Linked DNA regions of Rattus norvegicus: region 1 is linked to region 2. A link is a contact called in public Hi-C data. All regions are on one chromosome and are shown on one strand. Each heading gives the region's core, a stretch centred on a gene start, on an enhancer-like site or on the middle of the called end of the contact. The rest is flanking DNA. Distances are from core to core; before and after follow the strand shown.

Region 1 (6,108 bases), core at 3,039-5,538, 230 kb after region 2:
CCAGGCTCACACCTGGGTCTCTGTGCTATATTTTGCAACAGCCTCCAATGTAAGACAATACCCAAATTTACTGGTAATGAAGGTCTCCTACCTAGATAGACTAGAGCTAGAGCTGGGAATCAAAGCCTTTGTTGGATAGCATTGTCCCTTAGCCTTGCCTTGCCACCTGCCTTGCCACTGTGTGTGAAAGTCATAGTTAGAGAGGAAGGCATCAGCTCTTCCCAGAATGCATTATCTCTGCCAAGATATGATATCCAGTTATCAGTTAATTCTTGTCAATAAGGGCAGACCCTGGCACCCTGGGAAGGAAATAGGGTAATGGCAGAACCAGCAGGGAAGGGTCCTAGATCCCCAAGTCCCATTCTTAGGAAGCTTAAGAAGCCACCCAGCACTCTGAGACTACCTTCCTTGGATTGGGGGTGGAGAAGTGAGGCTCACAGAAAGGTGCCAATGTCACAAGCACAGGTAAAGCCAGAGGCAAATCGAGAGGTCATGGGGTGTCCCTATTTATGACCTGAGCTATTCCCAAATCCTGATGGCCCACATTCTTCCCAGCACAGCCTGGAGAATCCCTCACTGGGACACTTACTGAGTGTATCTCATTTTACTCGCAAAACATCTGCAAAGAATTTCTGAGAGGTTCCTTCAGATCCTGCAACAATGGTGGACAGGGCCTGAGGGCCCCTCATTCACCCGGAGAGGGCCGAGTCTTCAGAAATGGGCTGCTGGCGAGCCTGTGTCTGAACACCTTGCCGACCAAGAGTAACAAACCGAGGCAACTGACCTCTGAGAGGCAGACTGGCCTTTGTCACCCCTTCACAAAAGGCAGATCATGAGGCCCAGACACAAGCCCTGACAGCCGGGCTCCAGGGTACGACCCACTCTCCTGTAGCTCACAGCTCTTATTCCAGCCCACCAATTCACAGCCCACCTCTCCAGCAGATCTTCCACACATTTGGTGAGTGAATGCCGGCTCCACTGAAGCTGGTCCCTACAGTGCTGAGAGCTAGCTCCTACGGTGCTCAGAGCTAACCCCTATGGTGCTCAGAGCTAGCCCCTACGGTGCTAAGGAGTCTGCCCTGAAGTACCAGGGGCAGAAGAATGTCTCCATCCAAATCTTGACTTCTGTCACCTCAGCCAAGCATGACGTGCCCATGCCCCTGCCCTCAGTGAACATTTCCTGAGCACCTACTGTGTGCTAGGCATTGTGCTGCAGGCTGGATGGACTAAGGTGTGGGATTCAGGTGTGGTTCTGCTTTTGCATGGAGACAGAAAGCAGATTACATCACTCTGTTAGCTGAGGACTCCAAGGAAACAAACCCCTCATTGATGGTAACTGGGGGTGTCAGAGTTTGAAGGCTCTTTGAGAAGAAGAGTTTCCTGGACAGGGGCACCCAGACCATGCCCCTGACTGGTGTGGGCCAGGTAAGCCAGGGATGACAAGAAGGGAGACTGAGTAGATAACACAGGGAATCCTGCTGAGTATCAGGATACTGTCTTGGGCTATCTCTATCCCACGATATTTTGACTATCGTGGAGTCAAAGAGGGTGATTCCCAGAGCCACAGACAGAAGGAAGGCCTGTCTGAGGTCACCCGTGACTCCAGAGACTAGACTAGAACCAACCCCCCAGGCCTCTAGTGAGGAATCCCCTCCCTTTCCTCCACCTTACCTGCAAGTCTTCCTGGCCACATATCAGGGATTTCTACACAGAAACCTGGGGAACCAACCCCAAGTGTCTTCAGCTCAGTCTGGGTGACAGGGCACTTGCCGACCACTCCCACTACTCCTCACTTAGCTGGGTGACTCCGAGTGCAGGCTCTGAGCCTGCACTCGGAGTCCCTGAACCTCAACATTCCCATCCGCAAACTTAGAACCCAGGGGACCACTGCCAGGCTGCCCCGAAGACCAGTCAGTCTCCTGAGGGAGGAGAACATCAGCAAGGGGATGGGGGCAGGGGTAAGTGTTCGTGCTGAGGTGCTGAGGTGAAGTCAGAGCCTGGTTAACGCCCTCTCTGTTCGGCTCCATAGCAGTCCCATGGGGACAGAGGAAATGAACCCTGTCCACACTGGCCCCAAAGATTCCATCCTCCGCCCTTTGCGATTGCTGCCCGTGGTTTGCACCGGAATATTATCTGGGTGTATTTACGGTATCTCACTGGAAACCACAGAGTGCACTGTAGATTTTTTTTTTCTCTTCTGCTATTTAAAGCCATTGGGTCAGAGAATGAGCGGTCTAGAGTGACACCAGCAGAAATGTTCAGAGATTGGGAAAACAGACAGATGGAAAAAGGTTGCTCTCGCCAGACTGGTGCAGTAGCTGTTCGCAGCCCAGTGTTCTGCCACATGGTAGTTAGGAGAGCCTCTGTGTAGCCAAGAGATTTTAGGGTTAGGAATCATGTGGGGGCAGGGGCAGTCAGGTGAAGAGACAGGAGACAGAAATGGGGAAAGGATGTACCATTCACCCCACTCTAACCTGCTGTTCCAATCCCCAATCCAGGGAAGGAGACTCTATCTGTGGGTTCCTCTTCCTACAGGGTCGGGCCACAGCACTGCTAACTGTCCCCTAGTGGGCACCATCCATTCATTATTACTCTTCCCTACATTTAAAAATATCCTTTCTGCCACTCTATGAGGCACCATAAATGTATCCAGGTTGTTTCAAAGTAGGACCCAGAGTCTGGGTAACCCGGGGTCACAGCCTGGCTCTGCTCTCCATCATTGCAAGGTCCTGGAAAGTTACCTTTTCACTCTGTACTAGGAATTATGAACGGTCTTTCTAAAAAGGTTGTTAGGAGCCTGATACACACCTGGCAGGAATCAGTAAGTGCCTCAAAGCAGAGGCACTGTTGGTTAGCCTGGTATCTGCCGTGACGTGGCTGTAATGTCCCCACTCCTGTTGTGCTCCCCTCCATTTGTGGTCAGCACTTTATCCACCTGCATTTTCTACTGACAAGTTTTCTTTCTCTCCCCATGAGGTTGTGGGAACCTAGATTATTGACCTATGAAATCTCCAGGTTGAATGAATGACTGTGTGAAAGTAATTGCGTGAATGTACATGTGTGAGTGTTTGTGTGTGTGTGTGTGTGTGTGAGTGTGTGTGTATGTGTGTGTATGTATGTGTGTATGTGTGTGAGTGTGCAAGTGTGCAAGTGTGAGTGTGCAAGTGTGAATGTGCGAGTATGTGTGTGTGTGTGAGAGAGAGAGAGGGAGTGTTTGTGTGTGTGTGTGTGTGTGAGAGAGAGAGAGAGGGAGTGTGTGTGTGTGTGTGTGTGTGTGTGTGTGTGTGTGTGTGGACTGTCTACCATAGGGAAGCTGGAAAGACCATGTAACAAAAAGCTCATCTCAAAGAATAGTGTCAGGAGAGCGAAAATCCAGGATGAACTGAGGCTTGCAAAAAAAAAAAAAATGCAAACGAGACAAAAAGCCCTTTGTTGGCTGTGTTCTAGGCGAGAATGGGGAAAGAAAAGGGCTTTTGCTTGGGCAAGATGGCGCATTGTTAAGAAAGGCACAGAGAAAGTGGAGCTGGCCGCCCCTCGCTCTATCTCCCTCCCTGGAAAGGACTTCCCATCCATCCTGCCAAATGGCCAAACACTGCTCCACTTTCAGAGGCTGTGGGTAAAAGACAGAGCATTTTGGGGACCTGTAGGGGTTCTCAGGCAAGGGATGTGGACCCAGATTGTCCCCTCTAGTAAAGGCGTGCATGGCTCAACCACCCGCCCCCAGGGAGAAAGGATGACACACACTTGGTAGCAACACATCAGAGTTTCCCAAGCACTAGACAGAGGTGGGTAAACCTGAGGCTGAATCCTGGGTCATGTGTGCCCATCCCTGGAAAAATTCTGCAGGAGAGTACCAAATCGGAGGCGGTGAGCATTTGGAAAGGAATGTAGCCAGCCCTGAGCACATGATGGGAAGCCACCATTCTCTGTTGATAACACTGTGTGTGCAAAGAATGTGATTACCACCCAACATCCTGATCGAATCTCTTGGACAGCTCCCTGTCAGAGCAAAACCTTTCCATAGGAAGGCTGGGAATGACAGAGCATACCTGCCCCCTTGGGAGGGGGCAGAAGTCTAACACCAGCCTCAGCTACATAGGGTGTTTGAAGCCAGCCTGGGCTGAACGAGACCATGTCTCAAAAACAAAACAAAACAAAGAATCACCGGGGATTCCTTGTTCTCCCTTTCTTTCTGGAGCCTCCTTGCCATTCCTGTCCATCACACTCGCATCCTGCTGGCCCATCGTCTGTAGAATCCAGGATCCTGTATGAGTCACAATACCACGGCTCAGCCATCCCTGCCACCTCCTTCCATTCTGTCCTGTAAGACCAGCCCCTACTTCAGGTGGCCACTCAGGCAGCTCTGTGTTACAGTCCGTGTGGACCATGTACTTCAACTCCAGCTTTATCTGTTCCACCATTAGATGGTGAGAGAGCAGGGTCAGAGCCTGTGGCTGACTAGTGTGTCGCTCACCAGCTTTTATTACACAGAGATTCTATCTGTGGGACAAGTGAATGAGTGTCTGGTGTGCAGAAAAGGTACGAGGGGATCTTAGCCCATAAGCATTTAACAGCCCCAGATTAACCAAACACTGCTCAGAAGCAGTAAAATGTCCTGGACTTAGGCTTTGGGTCTGAGCTCTTCATTCTGTCCCATGCATTCCTGGATGTATGTCAGACATGTCTGTGAGTTTTTATTCCCCTTGTGTGAGACGTCTGGCATCTGAGTTTCCTGGGTGCCTTCCGGGAATTGCTGAAGAATGCTGACTGAAAAGGACCTCATTAGCCCCCATCCACATCAAATGCTAGGAAGGCTCCTGTTCTGGACCCATAGAAAAGATGTTGGACCTGAGAGACAGTTGGCCCCAAATCACAGTCTGAGTTCAGTTGCCTGTGAGGGTATCTAAGAGTAGCCATTCCCAGGATGTGGGTCTCTGCAGCACTATACCTTGAAATAGCTGGGGCCTCTACGTGGAGGCTGCTCAAGTTGTTTCTAGTGCCTTTAGTATACTGGTGGACACACTGGCCCTCTGAGAGCAAAGAGTGTTACATGCTGAGATCCCCCAATCACCAACCATGAAACCAAACCCCTACCACATGAACTGAAGATCCAACTAGAGTTGGGTATCAGAAAAATGATGTCCAGGCAGTGACTACGAAGATGGTTTGAACCAGGAGGTGATGAGAAGTGGGCTGATTTGGAGACACGATTTGAAGTCAGTGTAAAGAATTCAGGTCGGTATAGCCTTGCCCATCACCCGAGCATCCTGCTGGCCCATCCTGTCTAGAATACAGGATCCTATACGAGTCACAATACCAACAGTTTCTGCCACTCAAAAAACAGAGCCTGAGGCATGAGTCCCCAATTCCTGAGCCGTGTCCCTATCAGATTGGCACACAGGGGGAAAGGAGATCCTCCCAGATCCAACCCACCAGGTGCCAGGGTTTTACATCCTGTATCATGTGGTGCTTCTGCCACCTGGCATTGTGGACCATGTCAGATGGGCATGGTGAGAGGGGACGGGTCGCATGCCCTCTCAAAGTTGTGGGTGGGACAGAATGGAAGCCTGGATGTGTGGCTCCAATTCTACAGCACATCTAGCTGCCCTGCACAGCTCAGCACCAAAACCTCTTAAAACACACAGTTTGAGACTGAAGGCCTCAAGTCTGACTCACGCACACAGACAAATCCCTCCAGTGATGGGAAACTCACTACCAGGTCTCAGCCCTGCCACAAAGCAGCCACAGGATGCAGCTGATTCTTGCCTCATTATTACGCTGGAAGGACGGGGCATGAGCAAGGGCTGTCTCCATTTCAGGCCGTATTTGAGCCTCAGTGAAGAAGAGCAGAGAGTGAAGCTCCCCACTGGGTACTTGCTAAGGCAAGCCCTGGATCCCTGTACCGTGCTGTCAGTATGACCATGTCATCCTACCCCATGGGGAAACCTGCAAGCGAATGGGGAACTGGGCAAAGGCATGAAGAGGCAGCTCGTGGGTAAGTAAATACAACCTTCTCCCTTCAGTGGGAAATATAAACCACAAGGCAGATGTCAGGGAGCTCCATGTGGGGCACCCATCATCCTGGCAGGAATGTGGAGGTCTGAGAAG
Region 2 (5,464 bases), core at 2,043-4,542:
CTCCATGTCCCCTTCATGCCTTCCAAACCAGTACCACATGGGAGACTCTAACACATTACAAAACCCAGCTTCTAGCACAATATACAAACAACCTCGGCCTCCTCTGCATCCCTGCTTGTGATTGCTGACCCTGCAGAAACACTTCCAGATTTCTGCCTTAAATGGTGCTGGTCTTTTCTTAATTATCACCAGTTCCCAGTCCCACCTGACTAGTGGCAATTGTCCCAGCAAAGCAAAGGTTTTACTCCAGCCTCTTGTTAGGCACAGATGACCCTTCAGCTCCAGCTTACCAGAACCACAGATTTTTAATACAAAACAGCCCGTGAATAACCCTTGATAGAGCCTGTGATTTCCATGAAACTTCACAGCCCAGGCCTCCATCGTCTGCATTGCTTTCAATGTTCTTGTCATCCAAGCTCCCACACTCAGTGGCTTTTCCAGCCCAAAGCTCAAATGCTAACATGATATTCCTAAAATCTGTCACAGCAATGCTCCATAACCTGATACCAAAAATGAAGGCTTGGGGGGGAAAGTGATCGGTTTAAAAAGAGCTGAATTCAACTTCCAGCTCCCATATCTGGTGGCTCACAATCACCTATAATTTTGGCTCCAGGGAATCTGGTGCCCTCTTCTGGCCTCTGCAGGCACTGTACTAATGAACACACTGCCAAATATGTGTAATTAAGCTAAGATAAAATATAAAGTGAATTAAAATATAATAAAAAATTAAAAACAGCAAAAATGGACTCAAGCATAGCCCAGGGGCTCTGAGACCAGGTTTGAAATCAGCAAGCGGCCTGCCCCACTGGTGGTGTAGTCTCAGTCAGCTTTCTGTCTCTGTGACAGAGTATATAGGTCAATCCAGTACCATGTGCCCACTACTGAGGTCAGCAGCAGCCTTAGAGTGGAGCTGGCTATAGCTTGAAAGGAAGAAAGTCTGCCTTGGCCCACGGCTTTAAGGTCCCGGTCTACTTTAGTAGGCCCTGTTGTGTTGGGCTTGTTGCATTGCAGGTACCACAGCTGCATGTGTGGTAGGAAAGACTTCTCACCTCATGACCAGAGGCAGAGACACATTCAGGGGCATGGTCCTGATACATCACTGCCAAGTTGCATTGCATCCTCTACTTTGCTTAACCCCTTAAAGGTCTAGTCATTAGTAGCAGCATCATTCAGTAGTGCCATGGGCTGGGAAGCAAGCCTTCCACAGATGAGCCTCTCAGGACATTGGAGATAAACACATGGCAGGGCTGCGTAAGCACAGGTGGTGAGGTAAGGCCACTACTGACTACCTAAACTGACCCTGGACTACTTGGAGCCTGGGCTTGAATATGTTGCGTGTTCAGTGTTGGTAGGGTTCAAGGATAGGGTCTCTAGGCCCTCAGAGATAAAATGTCAGCTTTAAACATCTGTCCTCCCACGGATGCCCCTTCACCACTCAGCTTCACTGTGGTGAGAGGCCAGACTGAGATGGAGTCAGTCCTGTTGTGGGTCTTGACAAGTTCTTGCATCGATGCCATCCTCTGCCTCAGTTTCCCTGCATTGTACTCTGGGCTGTTTGTGTCTCCTTCCCAGAGGCCATCAGGCGGAAGGTGGAGTTGGAGTGGGGCACAGAAGATGAGGAGTATCTGGAGAAGGTGGAGAGGAATGTGAGGAGGTCCCTCCAGGAGCACCTGCCTGATGTTGTGGTGTACAACGCCGGCACAGACGTCCTGGAGGGAGACCGCCTTGGCGGGCTGTCCATCAGCCCAGCGGTACGTCCTCCTGTGGGGGTCACCTGAGGCTTCGCCTGTAGCCTGGCCACCATCCGACCACATATCAGTGACTTTTCTGTTGCTGTGAGAGAATCCTCTGATAAACGTGGTGACTCGGGACAAAGGGCTCATTTTAACTCACATCTCCTGAAGGAGCAGAATTATTCATGGCCGGGAAGACACAATAAGGAACATGGGGCTGGTGGGGTAGTCAAGAAGCAGAAAGAGAGCAGGAAGTGGGGCCCAGGTACTTTCTCCAGCTCTGCCAACCACAGGTCTAGGACCTTCCAGCGGGGGAGCAAGTGTTCAAACACTTGCAAACCAGTGGGAGCCATTACATATTCAAGCCACAGAGACCCTAGGGCCACCTAGGACATGTATCTATCAGCCCAGAGACACATCTTGTCCCCCGAGGGGGATATTTTTAGGGATTTATCTATCTGTCAAACTTCGTGCCCTGGTGGGACAGGAAATCCATGCTCTGAGGGTTGGCAAAAGTAGAAAATATGAGTGCCTTATGTCTGGAGGAGATGCTAAAAGCCTCAGCCATCACACTAGGGCTAGACTTGTAGTGGTCCTTTTTGGTACCACGGGAACTCGGGCCTATTGACCTTACCCTCCCTGTCTTCCCACAGGGCATTGTGAAGAGGGATGAAGTGGTTTTCCGGGTGGTCCGAGCCCATGATATACCCATCCTCATGGTGACCTCGGGTGGGTACCAGAAGCGCACAGCCCGCATTATCGCCGACTCCATCCTCAATTTGCATGACCTGGGGCTCATTGGGCCTGAGTTTCCCTATGTCCCGGCACGGAACTCAAGCATCCCCCTGCTTTCCCGTGCTGTGCCTTGACGGCTACTCACAGAACATTATCATACCTGCCCCCCCACCCCATCCACCCGCCCACCCGCCTGTGTTTGTTGCTGTCAAGACAGCTGCCAGTGAGCATGGAGGGGCAGGAAGAGCAGGAGCCAGCCTTGCTGGCCATTCCTCCACTCCCCACCAGGTGCCCAAGGGTCTCTGGGCCTTGGGGTGGAAGAGCTGAGTCCCGGGGAGGAGCCCACTGGGATGCAAGCAGGTCATCAGGAGTCAGGGAAGACAGCTTAGCTGCAGCCACAGGGAGGACCTCTGGGATGGGGTGCCTGCTGTCCAGATCAGCCAGAAGAAGGGCCCTCCCTGACCCAGTTGGCTTACTTCCTCCCTTCAGTCTGGAGAGGGTCCCCTCCTGGATGATGGTGCCCATAGGTCTGAGGAAAGTTTCCATAGCCAGCCTCCAGGGGGCACTGGGTTCTCAGCTAACAGGTAATAGTCTCTGATAGAGATTTGGAGGTCTGAAGAAGGAAGCTAGGATTTTCCAGTTTGGGTTCCCTCAATAGATCAAGCCCCCCTATGTTGATGGGGTGGGACATTGAGAATGCCCAAGGCCCCCAACTTTGGCAGTAATCTCCTCTGTTCAGCATGGAAACAAGTTTGGGATGAGTGTTTAGCTCAGGAGTGACTCTCCAAGCTGGAGTTTATAATGGGCTGCTCACCAGGATGGAGAGAAGGTGAGGCCTAGCAGACAGGAATGAGATGGAGACTGGCAGCCAAGCTAGCCCTAGGTAGGGCTTGCTGGAGGGAGGGCAGCCAAGGTAACATTTAGGTACAGTGGCCATGCAGACCTTGGGTGAGCTGCAGTCTCCAGTGGCCTCACCCAAAGTGCCCAATTTTCATCTCTGGGGCCCCAAGGTCTACCTGCCCTCCGGCCATTCTACCCTGAAGGGACAGCCAGGGCCCTCCATGATGTAGGCAGGAAAGCACCCACCCCTAGCCAGTGATTGGCAGCATAACCAAAGGCACAGGGGGTAAGAGGATGTGGGCCAGCTGGGCTTCCTCCTGCCCTGGATCTGCCCCAACTACAGGACTCATATTCATTACCATGTGGGTATTCCCACAGCCTTCATGGCGTCCTTCATGCTCCCTCTGCTGGAGTTGGGAGGATGCCAAAGTCACCAGTTGTCTAAACCACTGACCTAGACCAAACCCCACAGTACTAATGCAGCTCCACACCCCTCTGCCATGACCTCTCTGCATCTGACTGGAGGTTCCTCCCAGGACACTGGGGAGTGGTGACAGCAGTCTGTTACTGTGGAGTTTCTCTCTGAGTACCATACAGGCTCCAGGTTGTTGCTGTGTGTTCTGAGGTAGACAGACCTGCCTCCTGAGGACCACTGGAAATAAAGATTCAAAATTCACCAATCCAGACACCGAACCAGGGCGGCTGCCCAAGATGAGTGGCTGGTGTTTTTTGTTTGTTTGTTTTTGTTGTTGTTGTTTTTCCATTGTCAAAGGTCTGGGGATAGCACAATTCCCATTTTAGCAGATAAGGAAACTGAGGCCCCAGATGGAGCGTGAGGAGTTTGCCCTTGGACACACGTCTGTGGGTAATGAGCAGGGTTGCAACCCTGTTCTGTCAGCTCTGGACATGTATGTGAGGCTCACCCTTTGCAGGGGTGCAGGGAGGTAGGGATGCTTTACCAGTCAAAGGAGATATGGCATTCATGGCAATAAGATGACCTGGGGTTGGGATCTGGGAAAGTGAGGAGTGACAGGCTGGCAAATCTGGGCTGAGATGATGGCTCTGTGGGCGTGGCCTACCCTGCACTGTGGATGTGGCCGGTGGGCGTGGCCAGTGGCAGGGCCCAGCCAGGGCAGTAGGTGGAGGGGTCATCCAGCTCTGTGAAGCAGTTAGAACACAGGGGGATGTGTTGTCCCAAGGTGGGCCTCCAGTAAGGCAGGGAGGACAGAAACTTGTCAGCTTGGCAGAGTGACTAGAATGTCCCAGTGGCACAGCTGGATGTAATTTGTGATGAAATGCCAAAGGGCAGGAGGGTATAAACACATGGCAGAGACTGGTAGGGTTTCCATTACTGTGAAGAGACACCATGGCCAAGGCAATTAAAAAAATTTTTTTTAAAGATTCATCTTTTGTAAGTACACTGTAGCTGTTTTCAGACATACCAGAAGAGGGCATCAGATCTCATTACAGATGGTTGTGAGTTGCCATGTGGTTGCTGGGATTTGGACTCAGGACCTCTGGAAGAGCAGTCAGTGCTCTTAACCGCTGAGCCATCTCTCCAGCCCAGACCAAGGCAATTCTTATAAAGGACAACATTTCATTGGGGCTTGCTTATAGGTTTAGAAGTTCAGTCCATTATCATCATGGCAGGAAGCATGGCAGTGTCCAGGCAGGCATGGTGCTGGAGGAGGACTGGAGAGTTCTGCATCTTGATCTTAAGGCAGCCAGGAAGAGGGTCTCAAACCCACTCCCACACTTCCTCCAACAAGGCCACACCTTCTAATAGTGCCACTCTTTGGCCCAAGCGTATTTACACCACCACAGGGGATTTCTACCCCCACCTTAGATCATTTAGTTCTCAAATAAAAGACACAAAACCTTTTCTATTTACAACAAGCCTTAAGACACTAGAACTGGGCAAGTATCAACCCTCTGCTCTTTTGTCTACTTCTCTGTCAGTAATCCCGAGAGATCACCATGCTCCTCCTGGACCACTCCTCCAGATGCTGGCCCTTATGGCTTCTGATTCACCTACTGCATGGCACCTTCTTCCCTCTTCCTGCTCTCCCCCTCATCTCTGCCTCCAACCCCGAGCCTGGGAACCAAAGCCCCATCTACCTGTCTTCTGCCCAGCTACAGGCTGTAGAAGTCTTTAT

What was found. Hi-C and Micro-C count contacts between places; a contact is called where the count stands out from the background.
Region 1: a Hi-C map of the A7r5 cell line shows a contact between it and region 2, with 5 times the contacts expected there. The contact joins two enhancer-like sites. A contact is called at or near these places in 9 of 12 Hi-C or Micro-C datasets (the A7r5 cell line, Schwann cells, frontal cortex and 4 more) and 1 of 1 datasets of contacts at active chromatin or transcription factors (oligodendrocytes).

What each region holds. Positions count from the first base shown.
Region 1 is chr4:125,453,258-125,459,365 of GRCr8, forward strand. The region is part of intron 2 of Wnt7a (Wnt family member 7A); the gene reads right to left. Among named protein-coding and RNA genes, the nearest start is that of Wnt7a, 9.8 kb to the right of the region's middle. Within about 2 kb of position 4,289, at least 26 of the 93 cell types and tissues checked have an H3K27ac peak or open chromatin away from gene starts, as enhancers often do. A contact at or near this core is called in the A7r5 cell line, where this site is marked.
Region 2 is chr4:125,220,584-125,226,047 of GRCr8, forward strand. It overlaps Hdac11 (histone deacetylase 11), which reads left to right. Exons shown (of 10, transcript NM_001106610.2): 9 at 1,573-1,751; 10 at 2,387-4,001. The coding sequence ends at 2,602. Among named protein-coding and RNA genes, the nearest start is that of Hdac11, 16 kb to the left of the region's middle. Within about 2 kb of position 3,293, at least 5 of the 93 cell types and tissues checked have an H3K27ac peak or open chromatin away from gene starts, as enhancers often do. A contact at or near this core is called in the A7r5 cell line, where this site is marked.